Regions from separate parts of the Sus scrofa genome. Here region 1 is linked to region 2. The links are chromatin contacts, called in public promoter capture Hi-C maps. All regions are on one chromosome and are shown on one strand. The core of a region is the stretch at or near the end of the contact, and the rest is flanking DNA. Distances in the headings are between cores, read along the strand shown.

What was found. Promoter capture Hi-C pulls out the DNA fragments that hold promoters and counts their contacts.
Region 1: a contact with region 2 is called in a promoter capture Hi-C map of fetal liver, with 4 times the contacts expected there. The contact joins the promoter of LOC110255906 here to the promoter of SPAG7 in region 2. A contact is called at or near these places in 1 of 5 promoter capture datasets (fetal liver) and 1 of 2 datasets of contacts at active chromatin or transcription factors (alveolar macrophages).

Annotation. Positions count from the first base shown.
Region 1 is chr12:53,090,307-53,093,209 of Sscrofa11.1, forward strand. It overlaps LOC110255906 (collagen alpha-2(V) chain-like), which reads right to left and starts at 1,352. Exons shown (of 4, transcript XM_021066316.1): 1 at 1,183-1,352. The coding sequence starts at 1,352. All of the region lies in intron 1 of KDM6B (lysine-specific demethylase 6B), which reads left to right.
Region 2 is chr12:51,947,141-51,950,445 of Sscrofa11.1, forward strand. SPAG7 (sperm associated antigen 7) reads left to right here and starts at 1,773. Exons shown (of 7, transcript NM_001243921.1): 1 at 1,773-1,865. The coding sequence starts at 1,781. It overlaps CAMTA2 (calmodulin-binding transcription activator 2), which reads left to right. Exons shown (of 23, transcript XM_021067750.1): 20 at 13-33; 21 at 195-382; 22 at 541-615; 23 at 700-1,563. The coding sequence ends at 763.

The sequences.
Region 1 (2,903 bases), core at 102-2,601, 1.1 Mb after region 2:
GTCAGTGGCACCTCACGCACACCCCCAACAGTGAGGAAGCGAGTCAAGAAACTGTATTAGATTGTATTAGGAAAGTCAGGGCCTTTATTCTGTGTCGGTGGGTAGATCTCACTCTTGAAGGAAGGGGACTCACTTGATAGCTATGGTTTCCCCTTCTCTGTTAAGTCCTGGGGTTGGTTATGGTATTGGATACTGGTTTCTCTTATTGTATACCTTAGAATTCGGGCTGTCAGATCAGACCTGGATTCCATTCCTAGCTCTGCCACTTCGTGGCTATAAGTACTTGGAAAGGTGACCACCTCTCGGAGCCTCATAGTCTTCATCTGGAAAATTTAAATATCAATACCTACCTTCTAGGCTGTTGACTGGGAAAAACAAAATTATTTATGCAAAGCATTTAGCACAGTCCCTGGCACAGAATGAACACTGAATGAACGCTTGTTATGAAATGCTTGTTCTTGTTAAATGTTGTTAGTTATTATTTTACTATTATGGTTGGTAAGCCTGCTTCCAACTGACCATGATCTTAGGAATGGAGAGTTTGTGTTAATTTGGTAGGTGGGGGGAGAGGGGTTTGGGGATTAGCTTCCACTGCATTGTGCACTTTATTTGATGAGGGCTTTAGTCAGATTTGTATTGCTTTCTTTGGGATTATTTTTTCCCCCCCTTCTTGAAGAAGAGACAGCTCAGACTATTCCTCTGGCTGTGAAAATAAAATAATTGTATTGTGGTTCTCGATTTTTGAGCAAGACCCCAATCCCCTCCCATGTTCTCTGGAGCCTTTCAATTTTGCAGAGGGACTCCACGGTTTCCTTTGCGGGGACAGGGCTGGCCGAGGGGTGTGTAAAAGGCTCGGGTGGGTGGGTAGAGAGACCAGTGCTGGGGGCTGGGGGGGGGGCGGGTAGTTGAAGGAAGAGACCGGAAGGGAGGAGGAGGGAGCCTGCTGGTGGGGAGGGAGGGAGGGGAGGAGGAGGTGGAGGAGGAGGAGGAGGAGGAGGAGGAGGGAGGGGGTTGGGGAGAGCCTGCTACAGTTCTTTGTTTGACTCCGGGACTCAGGGACGGGGAGGAGGAGGGAGGGAGGCAGAGGCTGCAAGCGCCGGGGCAGGCCCAGGAGGCAGAGGAGGGACCGTCTCCCCCGCCCCCCCAGCCCCCACTCCCCCCCTGCTGCTCCCCCCTCCCTACCCGGACTCCGGGGGCACCGCCGGGGGACAGACACCCAGCAGGTAACCCCGGCCTGGCTCGCCCTCCCTTCTCGGATTTTCCTCCACACCCTCCCGGCTGACCCCTTTCCCCGGTTCCGTCTCCCCGTCGCCCCCGGCCTTGCCGCTTTCCCCCGGCCCTCCTCGTTCCATCTCCCCCACTTGGGCTGGTCACCCGCCGGCCGCGCCGCCGTCTCGTGCAGCCTGACTCCCTTCCCGTCGCCCGACAGCCTGTGCGTCCCAGGTCTGCCCGCGGCACCTTTCGGGGCTCTGTCTCGCTGCTTCTCCTGGCTTTGCTTTCCTTCCGACCTGTCCCCTGGGGCTCTGAGGAAGGAGGGAGTCCCTGTCCTTTTCTCGCTCCCCCAGTTCCCCGCCCCCCAACTCTGGCCCCCTTTCTCCTCTAGCAGTCTCTAGGGGTGGGGAGAGAACCGGAATTTGGGGGGCCCTCTGGAGGGGCAAGGGGCTGTGTGTCGTGGGGGAAAGGGGCTGCGAGTGTACGCGGGGTGGGGGCGGGGGCGGTTAGGGACCCGGCTGCCTCTCTGTTGTCCCTTTAAATGGCCCTCACATTTCTGGGGACTCGTGGGGGGGAGGTGGCAAGCTGCCTGCCTGGGGGGCAGGGCCCTCAGTTCATCCACACCATCAGGGGTGGTAATGATTTAAAGGGACAGCCTCGGTGTGGCCGCTGCCACCCTGCGCCAGCGGGAGGGGGAGCCGAGCCGGCAGACCATGTCTGGGGAGGCTTGGCCGGTGAGCAGGGCATTTGAGGCTGAATCTTTTGCGAGGCCTGCCAGGTCTGGGATCGGGCTGCAGCTGGGACCTGCAAGGAGGGCTGACAGCCTGCCTGGGGGGGCACTCAGCGTGGGCCTTCTCCAGGGCCCCACCTTTGGGTTCATGGAGTCCTTGGCCAAGAATCCATGAGTCTAAACTACAGAGCCTGTTGGCCACCAGGTGGGGGCCACTGGCAGGTCTGTGGGTCAGCAGCCTGGCCTGGGCACACTGGAGCTGGCCCTTCAGCTTTTCCTTTTGTTGTTTGGCTCTGTGCACAAGAAAGCCGCGGCCCCTCCCCCAGCTCCCCCTTCCCGTCCACATGCCCCCCCCCACCACACACACCCACCCCAGCTGTTGGACAGATGAATTACAGCCTCCGGCTTGGGGCCAGAGCTGGTGAGGGATTAAAGCTCTGGGGCTGGCCCTTTAAACGGCTGTTGGCCCCTCCCCCACTCTGGTGTCCAGACACCCCATACACACCCCGCTGACCCCCTCGGCTGCCCCTCACTCCTCCTCTTAGTCTGTCCTAAGGCCTGCCACTCCCCTCTCTGTAGGCTAGACCCTCCCCAGCTTCCCTTTCTCCCTCAACACAACCACATATACAAATGCTACAGACTACACACACATAGACTCTCGCTCACTCACTCCCTGGTCTCACATTCTGAGCGTCCCTGTCCTGGAGGGATCCAGCCTCAAGCTCCCTTCTCCAGCAGAAGGAACTTGCCTGCCTGGCCTCTCTAGCCTGCAGCTGACCACTACTCTGGCCAGGTGAGGGGCCTTGCTTGGGTCAGAAATAGCACCTCCCCCCGGGGGCAGTGTCATCAGCAGCCAAGGCAGCTTGCAGCACATTGCATCATGGAGGTTGGGGGCTGGGGGCCTGAGTCTCTAGGGGCAGGGGGAAGGATGGGGGCTGGAAGGCCGGAAGTGGAGAGGCTA
Region 2 (3,305 bases), core at 523-3,022:
TCTTTCCACAAGCTGACCTGGATTGCACTCAAGGTATTAGGCATGAGACCTGGGCGTGAGCTTGTCTGTGATGATTCAGCTTTCCCGTGTGGATTAGAGAGAGACTTGCAACAACTGAACTTGGGGGTGACCCTCAGGGGCTTGGATCTCTGTCCCTCCATTTCAGCCCCTTCCCCTCCTCCCCACCCCTGCAGTTTGCACTCTATAAGAAGATGACCCAGGCTGCCATCCTGATCCAGAGCAAGTTCCGAAGCTACTATGAACAGAAGCGATTTCAGCAGAGTCGCCGGGCAGCGGTGCTCATCCAGCAGCACTACCGCTCCTACCGTCGCAGGCCAGGGCCTCCCCACCGGCCCACGGGCCCCCTGCCTGCCCGCAGCAAGTATGGCCCTAGCTTTCCACCCCTGCTGGCCATACCCACTGCCCAAGGATACCCTCCATCATTCTGCCCCCCCCTTCCCCTGCCAGGGTCCCTAAGGGGCAGAGGGCAGGGGATGCCCGCGTGTTGTGTGAGGTTTCATCTCTTCTTTCTTCCACCAGAGGCTCTTTTCTCACCAAGAAGCAGGACCAGGCAGCCCGGAAGATCATGAGATTCCTGCGGCGCTGCCGACACAGGTGCTGCGATTTGGCCCTGCCGCCTCCCCCATCCCACCTCCCGATCGGCCGGTGTCCCCTGACTCCTTCCTTGTCTCTCGGCAGGATGAGGGAATTGAAGCAGAACCAGGAGCTGGAAGGGCTTCCCCAGCCCGGCCTGGCCACCTGACTTCTCCATCGCCTTTCTCATCAGCCGGGGCCGCTTCTTGCAGTCTTAACAGGGAGAGGGCTCTCTGGGGGAGGGGGAGCCCCCCCACCCCACCCCCCGTTGGCAGCTTTCCCGTCACTTCTGTAGGAGCCCATCCTCGGTCTCCGCTCCCGCCCCCTCCGAAGTGCTGAACTCCCTCTCCCACCCCCGGCTCCTTCTCCTCTTCCCTCCGGGTCGTGCCCCCCTCTTTGAGTCCCCGGCTCCAGAAGACCCACGCCCCACATACCTGCATCTTCAGCTGTGACCTCCGGAGCCCTGCCTGCCCCTTCTCCACATCTCCGAACCCGCCTGTACCCACCTCAGCCCCTTCCTGACTTGCCTTATTTATTTGTTCAACGAGTCTCTGAATGTATCCGCCTCGGTCCCACCTCTGCCTTCACTGCGCGCGCGCCCCTCGTGTTTCAGGGCTGACTGTGCCCCCACCCCGACTCCGCATGTTTGCGTCTGTTCCCTCCTTTTCTGACCCTGTGTTTCCCCGTCACCCCGACCGACTCCGGCCACCGATCTCGGGGCCAAAGGAGGGGTGTATATAAGAACGCGTTGCGGAGTCCTGCCCCGTCCCCGAGGGGAGGGGGCTTGTACATAATGTAACATACAGAGTATAGTGAAGAATCTATTTAAGGCGCCGCGGGGAGGGCTGCACAGCCGGACTTGTGGTTCCTGGCGCGGCGGGGGCCTTCAGCCGGCTCTACGAGAGCACTTTCTACTTGTGCATGGGCTTGGTTTCTACGAATTGCCATTAAACATCGCTGCACCAGCCAGCCTCCGGCCTCTGTCTGACCGGGGAGTGGGGGGCGGGGGGGGCGGGGCGGGGCCTCCGCCCTTGGGAGGCTGCGCCGGGCGCCCCAGCTGGCGTCAGCGCCGCACGGGAGCTGGGCGGGGCGGGCGCGTGGTTTTCCGCCTCCGACGTGTTTCCGGCCTTAAAGGCATTTTGCCCTTCCCTTTAAGACGCACCGCCCCCTCTCAGTCACTCCCAAGATGGCGGACCTACTGGGCTCCATCCTGAGCTCCATGGAGAAGCCACCAAGCCTCGGTGACCAGGAGACTCGGCGCAAGGCCCGAGGTGAGGATCCCAAATTCACAACCGCCTTTTTTCGCCCGGTTCACAGGACCTCACTCCTTCCACTTTGACGACCCCGCCTCCTCAACCTTGAAAGACCTCTCACGGTCCCCTTCAGAGACCCCCGGAGTCCCTAAAAGGGCTACCGGCCCGCCCGCTGTTCTTAGCGGACCTTGATTGGCTACCTGAAGCCCAGCGCCAGCCCTCTCTCCTCTCCCTACCCTGGCCTTCCGCAGTCCTTCTTTTTAATTCGTCGACGAGCCCGCCTGTCCGCGGGTGGCGTGCTGTGATTGGTAGGCTGCCTCCAACCCCACCCAACCCCTTGGTGTTCTGCGGCGGCTCCTCTTCCCGCCTTCGGACCGGAGCGGGGGGCGTGTTCCACCGCTCTGCCTTTCCCGCCTCTCGGTGCTCGAGTCCCGGCAACCCCTGTCCCTATTCCGATTGGGCCCCGGACACGTCCATCCGCAAGCCTTTCACCCTTATTGGTCACCTCAACTTAAACGTCTACCTATCACGTTTCGTTCGACCTTCCTCTAGTCCACCCCACCCTCAGCACCTCTAATTGGTTGCTGAGTCCTTTTGGCGCCTTTCTGCCCCGCCTTCTTGATTTAACCCGCTCCCTTCTGCCGCTCCTCCAACCAACCTTCTTCATCTACACCCTTAAATGCCAGAACCCCCCCCCCGGGGGGGGGAGTGAATGTTGATTGGAGGGATGAGAATGCCCCTGCCCGGTCCGATTGGCGGTAGTCTCCCCGCCTGTGTTCTCCGAGTAACTTCCCTGCTGGCCTGTCAACTTGGGCTCCCAGCGCAGGGCGCGGCCCGCGGGGAGGGGCTGCCCTCTCTTTGGGTTGCTGCTCTGAGACGTGTGAATGAATCTGGCAGAATGACTGCCTTGGGGAGGACACCAGCCTTGACCATGTCCCGGGCACCGGCTCTCCACCCGTCCGAGGTGGGGCCAGGGCAGGCTAGGTTGCCTTCGAAGTCTCAAGTGCTGCCTAATATCGAACTATATCATCCATAGTTGCTGTCCTGAGTGGTTACTCGGGCCCAGGGGTACCCTCCAGGAGCCCACATGAAATGCTCACACGGGAGTTTAAAAACCAGCTTTATCAATGTCCTGAAGGAAAAATAATTGTTATGAGAGGGGCTACAAGTAGGGTCCTAACCTAGTCTGCAGTGAGCTGAGATGATGAAGAATGGGTAATTCGGTAAGTGAGAGGGGAGCACAGTGCTCAAGGCAGAGATTTGAAAGCTCTGAGGAAGAAGGGAGCCCTGGGACATAGGAAGTGGAATTTTTTAATGCTCACCATGACTGTCTAGATGGGTTCACCAGCGGCCGTTAGCAGACTAGGAAGCCTAACAGACTAGGGAGTTCAGAGTTTAGTCACTTGCCTGTGGTTATATGGTTACTAAGTGGCGGGTTTCAAGCCCAGGTGTGACTTT